Regions from separate parts of the Mus musculus genome. Here regions 2 and 3 are each linked to region 1. The links are chromatin contacts, called in public capture Hi-C and promoter capture Hi-C maps. All regions are on one chromosome and are shown on one strand. Each heading gives the region's core, a stretch centred on a gene start, on an enhancer-like site or on the middle of the called end of the contact. The rest is flanking DNA. Distances are from core to core; before and after follow the strand shown. Region 1 holds the start of Tsfm (Ts translation elongation factor, mitochondrial). Region 2 overlaps Sarnp (SAP domain containing ribonucleoprotein). Region 3 holds the start of Rps26 (ribosomal protein S26).

What was found. Promoter capture Hi-C pulls out the DNA fragments that hold promoters and counts their contacts. Capture Hi-C pulls out chosen DNA fragments and counts their contacts.
Region 2: a contact with region 1 is called in a promoter capture Hi-C map of pre-B cells, with 4 times the contacts expected there. The contact joins the enhancer-like site here to the promoter of Tsfm in region 1. A contact is called at or near these places in 2 of 39 promoter capture datasets (embryonic stem cells and pre-B cells).
Region 3: a contact with region 1 is called in a capture Hi-C map of macrophages, with 9 times the contacts expected there. The contact joins the promoter of Rps26 here to the promoter of Tsfm in region 1. A contact is called at or near these places in 1 of 39 promoter capture datasets (embryonic stem cells) and 1 of 9 other capture datasets (macrophages).

What each region holds. Positions count from the first base shown.
Region 1 is chr10:127,029,447-127,032,103 of GRCm38.p6, forward strand. Tsfm (Ts translation elongation factor, mitochondrial) reads right to left here and starts at 1,368. Exons shown (of 6, transcript NM_025537.3): 1 at 1,298-1,368; 2 at 1,017-1,190; 3 at 108-236. The coding sequence starts at 1,351.
Region 2 is chr10:128,860,654-128,863,310 of GRCm38.p6, forward strand. All of the region lies in intron 9 of Sarnp (SAP domain containing ribonucleoprotein), which reads left to right. Among named protein-coding and RNA genes, the nearest start is that of Gdf11, 30 kb to the right of the region's middle. Within about 2 kb of position 1,303, at least 19 of the 459 cell types and tissues checked have an H3K27ac peak or open chromatin away from gene starts, as enhancers often do. A contact at or near this core is called in pre-B cells, where this site is marked.
Region 3 is chr10:128,625,192-128,627,848 of GRCm38.p6, forward strand. Rps26 (ribosomal protein S26) reads right to left here and starts at 1,315. Exons shown (of 4, transcript NM_013765.2): 1 at 1,285-1,315; 2 at 872-1,049; 3 at 16-146. The coding sequence starts at 1,287.

The DNA.
Region 1 (2,657 bases), core at 118-2,617:
TCACTCGAGCCACCGCTTACAGATTCCTTAAGCATGCAAAGGGTCCACCACAGATCGTACTCTCCAAGATACAGCTGTTTCTAGTATGTGGCATCCCAACAACGCACCTCTACTAAAACAGCTGTGTTTCCCTCCTGCAGAAGTCCAATCAAGCCTTCTTTAGTCTTCCTCCCGTGGAGCTTGGCGGCTTTGCTCCATCCTTCCTTCTGGGCCTGTTTGTGCAGCCAGTCCTCTGCCTACAAATGCAAAAGAAACAGAGGGGAAAGTCAGTCACAGGAACTAGAAATGAAAGGTACTTTAAAATATGTCCAAACCATATATGACTTTTTATAATTTCTTTTTCTTTAATGATTTATTTATCTTATGTATGAGTACACTGTATCTGTCTTCAGACACACCAGAAGAGGGCATCAGACCCCACTGCAGATGGTTGTGAGCCACTATGTGGTTGCTGGGAATTGAACTCAGGACCTCTGGAAGAGCAGCCAGTGCTCTTAACCGCTGAGCCATCTCTCCAGCCCCCATATGACTTTTTCTGCACACCCACATTCTATAAGAGAAACTACTAAATGCTTTACACCAAGCGCTGTAGTCGCTGTTGCTTCTCTACTTTTAATCTTTACAACCCCACTATAGGATAGATGGTAGTGTTTTCATTATACAGACAACGCTGACAACACGAAAGGATTCATTGCGATCTCCAGAGTTTGAGCGGGTGTGAGAGCCTCTGGAGTCTAACTCCTAAATTTATACAAACACCGATCTCCAGGCAGCAGCAAATCTCATAGCCATAAGGAACATGGAATTCAGCAAGTTAAGTTTCTAGGTTAACTGCTTCCAGTGAAAACGCAGTCGAAGGGTAAAGCTCTCGTTTAAGCCAAATTTTCCTCTTTGGCCAGTTCTGTCGCACAGGACACTGGGCAGCAGCAGGTCATGTCTATGCTCCGCAGAGTGACCCCCGGAAGGAAAGAATGGGGTGGAGCCGTAGCACCAAATCTCGCAGCACCTCCTCCCACCTGCTTGAGGTCACCGCCACAAGTCTCCAGAGCCTTCTTGCAGTTGACAAAGGAGTAGCCGGTTTTCCGCCGCAGTTTCATAAGGAGCTCCTTGCTGGAGGCAGCAGAGGACAGCGAGGGGCCGGCGTGAAACGTGAGCCATGGCTGGGACGGCTGGAGCAGGACAGCCCTCGCCTGGGGAGAGTAAGGAGAAAGGGATGAGCTCCCGGAGCAGAACGGGAGGAGGGGGAGCACCATCCGCGGGGCCAGGGTCGGGAGAAGGGAAGGGCGCGCGCGCTCACCGAGCGGCCGGTGCACGCGACCGGGAAGAAGCGCAGCGACCGCAGAAGCGACATCCCTCTGGCCCTCCCGCCCATCGGCGCACAGACGGGACGCCGGCCTACGGCGTGGCGCGAGAGCCAAAACGCCTCCCAGAACGCGTGGCGCGAGGATGCTGCCACCTGCTGGCAGGAGGGATGTGCCCGCTTCTTTTAAATTCATTAAAATATTTCACAAAAGACTTAGCGGTAAAGTTGCTGCGAAATAACAACACAAGACATGTAGGTGACACTTTGTTTCTTTATTTCCAATGTACTTTTATATTCATTATCCATTTATGAGTCCGGACACACACACACACACACACACACACACACACACACACACACACACACACACACGGCAGGTAAGTAGGGTGGGCTCAGGAAATTGCCCAAGGTCACCTGGAGAAGCAGAGTTCCTTCAACAAACCCAATAAATAATTGCTGAATTAGTAAAATATCTACTGAACATATGTGTGCCCGGAGCTGTTGCTAGTTTCAGGGGATCGGTGATGCATAAATCATAGCTCTACCCTCCAATGCATCTATTGGTCTGAGGAAATAAGAATCGGGTAAGGCAATATAAGGTCCCTAACCAGTTAAAAGATCTCCAGTCAAGGAAACCACATCCAAACAGAAAGCTCGGGAAAAGGAGTGGTTTCTTCTTATTTTTCTTTTTCTTTTTTCTTTTTTTGATTCCAGAAGCAAAGCATAAGTGTAGACAGAGAGCAATGGCCCTTCCTGGAAGGGATCATCGGAAAAGTGGAGAGGCCAGGGAATGCCCATAGAGTTAGGGAACAAAGCGTTAAGACACTTTAGCTAAAAGTGCAAAAGAAGCAGAGTAGGAAATGAGATACAAAGTAGTTTAGGAGCAGGTGTGTGTGGCCTGAGTACCAAGCAAAGACGTTTGTTCTGACAGTAGAAGCTAATTAGAGCAGGTTTTGGAAGATGGCAAGAGCTTGAGGCGTGGCATCTAGGTTAAGAGAACAGTGGCAGACACATCAAAGATGGTTGTGTGCCGAAAGGCTAAGTAAAAAAAGAGCCAGACTGCTGCAGAGAGGGAGAGACAAGAACCGAAGGCAAAACAAGAAGGAAAACCTGACGTGGAAGGAAGAACTAGAGATTAGAAGAACCTCGAACCCAATCCAGAATGTGATCACATGATGCCTGTGATCAGGTCTTGAGCTTTGCAAAGGATGAAGAAGCTACAGACCAACGGGACATCTCTGATTCTCCTCCTGGGGCTCAGGTCTAGGAAGACTCCCCCTATTGAGACTCTTATTTCAACAAGCAAGAGACAGACATTCTGGAGTATCTTGGCATCCAGCTTTCTGGCAATGTT
Region 2 (2,657 bases), core at 53-2,552, 1.8 Mb after region 1:
ATGGAAGCTTTATTTGGATTTAATGAGAAGATGTTTTTGGGATTTTTAAGAAAGTACTTTGTCAAATATAATTGTAGTTATTTCTAAGTATGGCTGCACATAAGTAAAGAACACCATTGTCCTTTTAAGAAACATAGTGAGTGTGTACATTCAAGACCAACCTAATCTACAAAGCAAGTTACAGTCAGCCAGGGTTACACAGTAAGACCCTGTCTCAATAAAAACAGAGAGATAGCGCCTTAGTCTAGCAAAATGGCTCAGGAGGTGAAAGTACTTGGTATTCGAGTATGGCAGCTTGGATTCAGTCCTAAGAACAAATAGTCAAAGTAGAATTGACTCCCCAGAATTGTTCTCTGACCTTTACATGCACGCCACGAACTGTTACATGTGTGTGCATATGTATACTATTAATAACTAATTACAGAATACAGATCTATAAGCCTGTCCTCTTGAGAGTCTGATATATTAGGTTAGTATGACACCAAGAATCTGTGTTTTTCAAGTAGTTCAAGTAAAAAGACCTTCATTCTATATTTCTGAGTGCTCAAATAAATCCCCCCCCCTTTTTTTGCATTGTTATTCTCTGAATATTTTGGGTAAGATAGCATTTACTTTTTCTTAAAAGTTTTACTTCCCTTTATTGACTTCTTGCCATTTCTGCCAAGCTTGGTATCACTTACCCTTAAAAGCAATAGCTTCCTGCTTCTAAGGGAAGGAGGTGGTGACTTTTAATAGAAATTGGTTTCCTGGGGGTCTTAAGTGTGAAGCCTTCATTTCCTCTACCTGCTTTTCTTTGTCCTACAGTCAACTAGAGCAAAGCTGAGAAGATCTCCTCTTGTGAGAGAGACAGAGACAGAGGCAGAGAGTTAAATTGAGTGTGTGTGTGTGGCCATTTAGATTCCAGAAAAAAGAGATAGGAACTTTTGAGAAGAGTTTTTTGATGAGTGATCATGACTTTGGTTTCAATCATACAAAGGTAGAAAACATGGGTCCTTGGGGGTTTGTGATTCTGTTGGACTTTACAGTTCTCACATACTATTGTCCCCAGAATGTTGATTCTGCTGTGCCAGAAACTGCTGAATACAGGAAAGATGACTACTGTATATGTTTAGGGAATGTTATTAGACCTCTTTACCATGTGTTTGCTAAGGTGGCACACTTCTGCTAGTCTAGTGTTTTATCTCTAATCTGCGTAGGCTGAGTATACATAATGTTAGTTTGGGGGACTATTTTGTTTTCTCTGCACTGTCTAGCATAGAGGCTCAGGAAAAAAGAAGGTCAGGTGAGTTTCAGGAAGCAGAGAAGTGACAGCTGTATATTCAGTCATTGAAGTCTTTCTGAGAGAACAGCCATCAGCTGTTGCCATTCACCCTGTAAGTATGACATTGGAAGCTCATTTACTCTGGGGTTTCATAACCTTTACCTCTGGGAAGTCAAGGCCATGTCATATTTATTTCCCATTGTCTCCTGGGCTCTGCTTTCTATCCTGCTGTCAGTCACATGGTGGTAGATTGAGGAAATCTATCCTAAGGCTTTTTTTTTTCCCTTATAACCTTAAATTCGTGTAGAAAATCAGATTAGTCTGAGAACTTTTGACTTCTTAATGCATATTATAATTCATTTACAGAAAGCACCAGCTACCTCCTTGGTTTTTTGTTTTTTTTGTGTGTGTTTTATTTGCGACATACACTGGCTCAGGGCTGTGGGTAGAGCTCAGTGATAAAGCACTGACATATTCTCGGGCTCATAGCCTCGTACTGGGGTGGACAAAAGGTAAGAAGACAACGGTCTTAGCTCACAGCAACCCTCTTCAGTCACTCCAAAAGAAAGGTTCCTGAGGGAAGATTAGCTGTAGTATCTTTGGTTCCTTCTACTCAACTTCATCTTCAGATTGGAATTTGTCCTCATGTCGTATAAGAGGGCTGATAGATGAATCACTTTTTGTAGCACTAACCAGTAGAAGGATGCCCAGCTTTGGTCTCTCAAGATAATAGTGAGGTTTTTTTTTTTAAAGTCCAGTAACTACTTTTTTGTTCTTGGGAATTTCTGAGTTTAAAATTCTTCAGTGTGCCTGAATTGCACTTGAGGGTACTGTTGGTTTCTCAGGGTTACTTTTTATGAACTAGAGTGGTACTGGCAAGATTGAAGATGGTGAATGTTTGAGTGTTTGAACATCCTGCTCACAGGGCACAACTGCATCAAAGTGGGCTGACTCCCTTTGGCAAAGGGAACAGCCTCAACACAGTTTAGAAGTAGTATTGTGTATTCAAGATAAAATTAGCAAGTTTGGAAAACTGTTCTTTTAAATTTAATCTTGAGTTTGAAGTTGAGTTTGGAAATGAACAAATGTTTAAACTTGTTTTTGAATAAAGATTAATGTTGGTACTCTGCTGGAAAAAGGAGACGATTGTTTTTTTAAAAACCTGCTGTATTAGCTGCCAATTACTGGAGGTAACCTACTGTGTACTTAATTCCTGGCTATAATTTTGGTTTCTATAGCCTTGGGATTATCCTCCTGTCCTCACTCTGAGACTTAGTATTTCATGAATAAATGGTCAGGCCATAAGCTTTTGCTCTGTTCCCCCAACTAGCTCATATCTCAGTAATCCAGTTTATTCTAGTTTTCCCACTAGTTAGTTACCTTTCCTCAGGTTTAT
Region 3 (2,657 bases), core at 65-2,564, 1.6 Mb after region 1:
AAATAATTTACTTACAGCAGGTCTGAATCGTGGTGGGGGTGTTCGGTCCTTCCGGGCCTCGCGGGATCGATTCCTAACAACCTTGCTATGGATGGCACAGCTCACGCAATAATGCAGCTTGACATAGAGCTTGGGAAGCACGTAGGCTGAGAAATCGAGAAGCAGATTAGACAGACGCCCTTTCCTGTGATTCTCTTATTCTATTGGTCAGGATTACCCTAACCTCCAAGTTTTACTGATAAATGACACCCAATGAAAACCAGAGAAACCAACACCACACCCAACATACACCAAGAGTTCAACTCTTGGGCTAGAGGTTGCCACTCAAAAGGCCAAGGCATCCTCAAAGCCAAAGTGGGCCACACAATATGAGAATAGCTCAAGTTAGGGAGTCTCACTCTGCTGGCAGGCCTCATGGTTACTACTGTTAGGTCAAGAAAAAAACAAAACAATGAACAAACAGACAAAAGCCAGCCAGGTGCTGTGGTGCACGCCTTTAATCCCAGCACTAGGGAAGATCTCTTGAGTAGGTCTACACAGTGAGTTCTGAGACGCCAAAAACCAAGTCACAAACTGCCCAAACCAGTCTTTGCCCGTTTTAAAAGCTGTTCAATTTTTTTCAATAACTAAAGAATTATGCTTTTTCAGATTCTCCTAAATAGGCAGTCTCTCACAGGGATGGGATGCAGGGGTTTGGCTACCATGCATGAGCCTCAATCTCCACCCCAAGAGAAAAACCAAGTTAAAACCCCATCATTAGGCCTGCTTACTGTGCCACAAAAGGCACCTTCTCCCCAAGCTGAAGACAACGAGCCATACACACCCTCCTCACTCTTCGTCCCTGTACAAATCACGGCTGTGGCTCACTTACCGTCGAAGACGCTTGCTTCAGATATGTCCCTGACAGCAGCGGCTTCTACAATGTTCCGAATGACAAACTTCTTGATGGCCTTATCCTTGGGCACGCACCGGGCGCAGTTCGTGCAGCGAATGGGCTGCACATGGCCGCGGCCCTTTTTGGCGCGACCGTTGTTTCTTCTTTTTTTGGTCTGAGAATGGAAAGAGACGCTATTGGAAAGGGGGCGAGAATTCAGCCCTTCCTGGCCGGCCGCCGCCCGCAGCCCCGACAGAGACCCGTACAAGTCCCGAGCACGCCAAGTCCGGGCTGGACGGACCCTTTGTCACTTTCTCCTCCAAGACTCTGACTTTCAGGTCCCTACCGTCCATAGATCTACTTCTACCCCAGTACCCAGGCCCGCGCGCTCACCACGCGGCGACACTCACCATCTTGGAGCCAAGACTCGAAAGAGGATCCGGCGGCTTGCCCGACCCGCTTATATAGTACGAGATTCCTACGCTCACGCTGAAAAAAAAAACCCTCAGCGACCTGTAATTCTATTTACTCCCTAGCAGCTATTATGCTCGAATTTACCTAATTACTTAGAGTTTCCTGTGAAATGTAGGGTTGTGATAAGTCCCTAGAAATGGTCTATGACGAAAAATATCAGTGGAACTATTTAACCTTCCGGCGGAAGATTAAAATGTTACATTCCCAAACCAGGAAGTGATTACAAGGCTCTATAACATCCGGTTTACGATAGTTCCAGAGCGGAAGTTATCCAGAATTCGGACGCACACTCCCTAGTGTGGGAGGACAAAAGAGATGCATTGTGGGAGTTGTAGTACGACTTGGAGAGGTTCTCTCTTGCCCGTAGTAGACGGACTAAAGGCGGCGCTAAACCACCTTAAGACGCCATGATTTATTTCTTTGAAATATGTGTTCTAAGTGTAGGAATTAGAAATAGAAGACCTGGGAGAAATAAACCATTTGTAAATGCGTCTTTCCAAATAGAGGCTTCGAGTGTTGGGATTAGGCCACCACGCTGGGCTTGGACCACCATTTTATTTCCAGATCCTATTAACACAGATGAAGCACTGTAGTTAGTACATTGTATGTACCAACACAATTTAACTGATCAAGTCTATCAGATAGTTATTTATTTTGAAACATAGTCAAGTAGTCCAGGCTGACCTGGAACTTATTTGGTTAGCCAAGTGTGACCTTGAATTTCTTTTTCTTTTTTTTTTGATTTTCATTTCCCTAATTGCTAGAGATGAACTTTCTTCTTTTAAGATATTTCTCAGCCAGGCGTGGTGGCGCACACCTTTAATCCCAGCACTTGGGAGGCAGAGGCAGGCGGATGTCTGAGTTCAAGGCCAGCTGGTCTACAAAGTGAGTTCCAGGACAGTCAGGGCTATACAGAGAAACCCTGTCTCGAAAAACCAAAAAAAAAAAAAAAAAAAAAATTTAAAAAAAAAAATAATAAAATAAATAAATAAAAAATAAAAATACCTTTGCGATTTTTCCTTATTCTGGTCAGAATGGCAAAGATCAATGGAACAACTGACAAGAAATGACTGAGAGGATGGGGAGGACTCACTCACTGTTGGTGGGATAGCAATCTGGTATAGTCACTATGGAAATCAGTGTGGAGAACTTTCAAGAGATAAATCTATCACATGACCCAGCCATATCTCTCCTTGGCATATGCCAGAGGGACTCAACATGTTACTCTGCAGATACCTGCTTAGACACGCTCATTGCTGCTCCAAACACAATAGGCAGGAGATGGAACAACCTAAATGTCCTACATCTG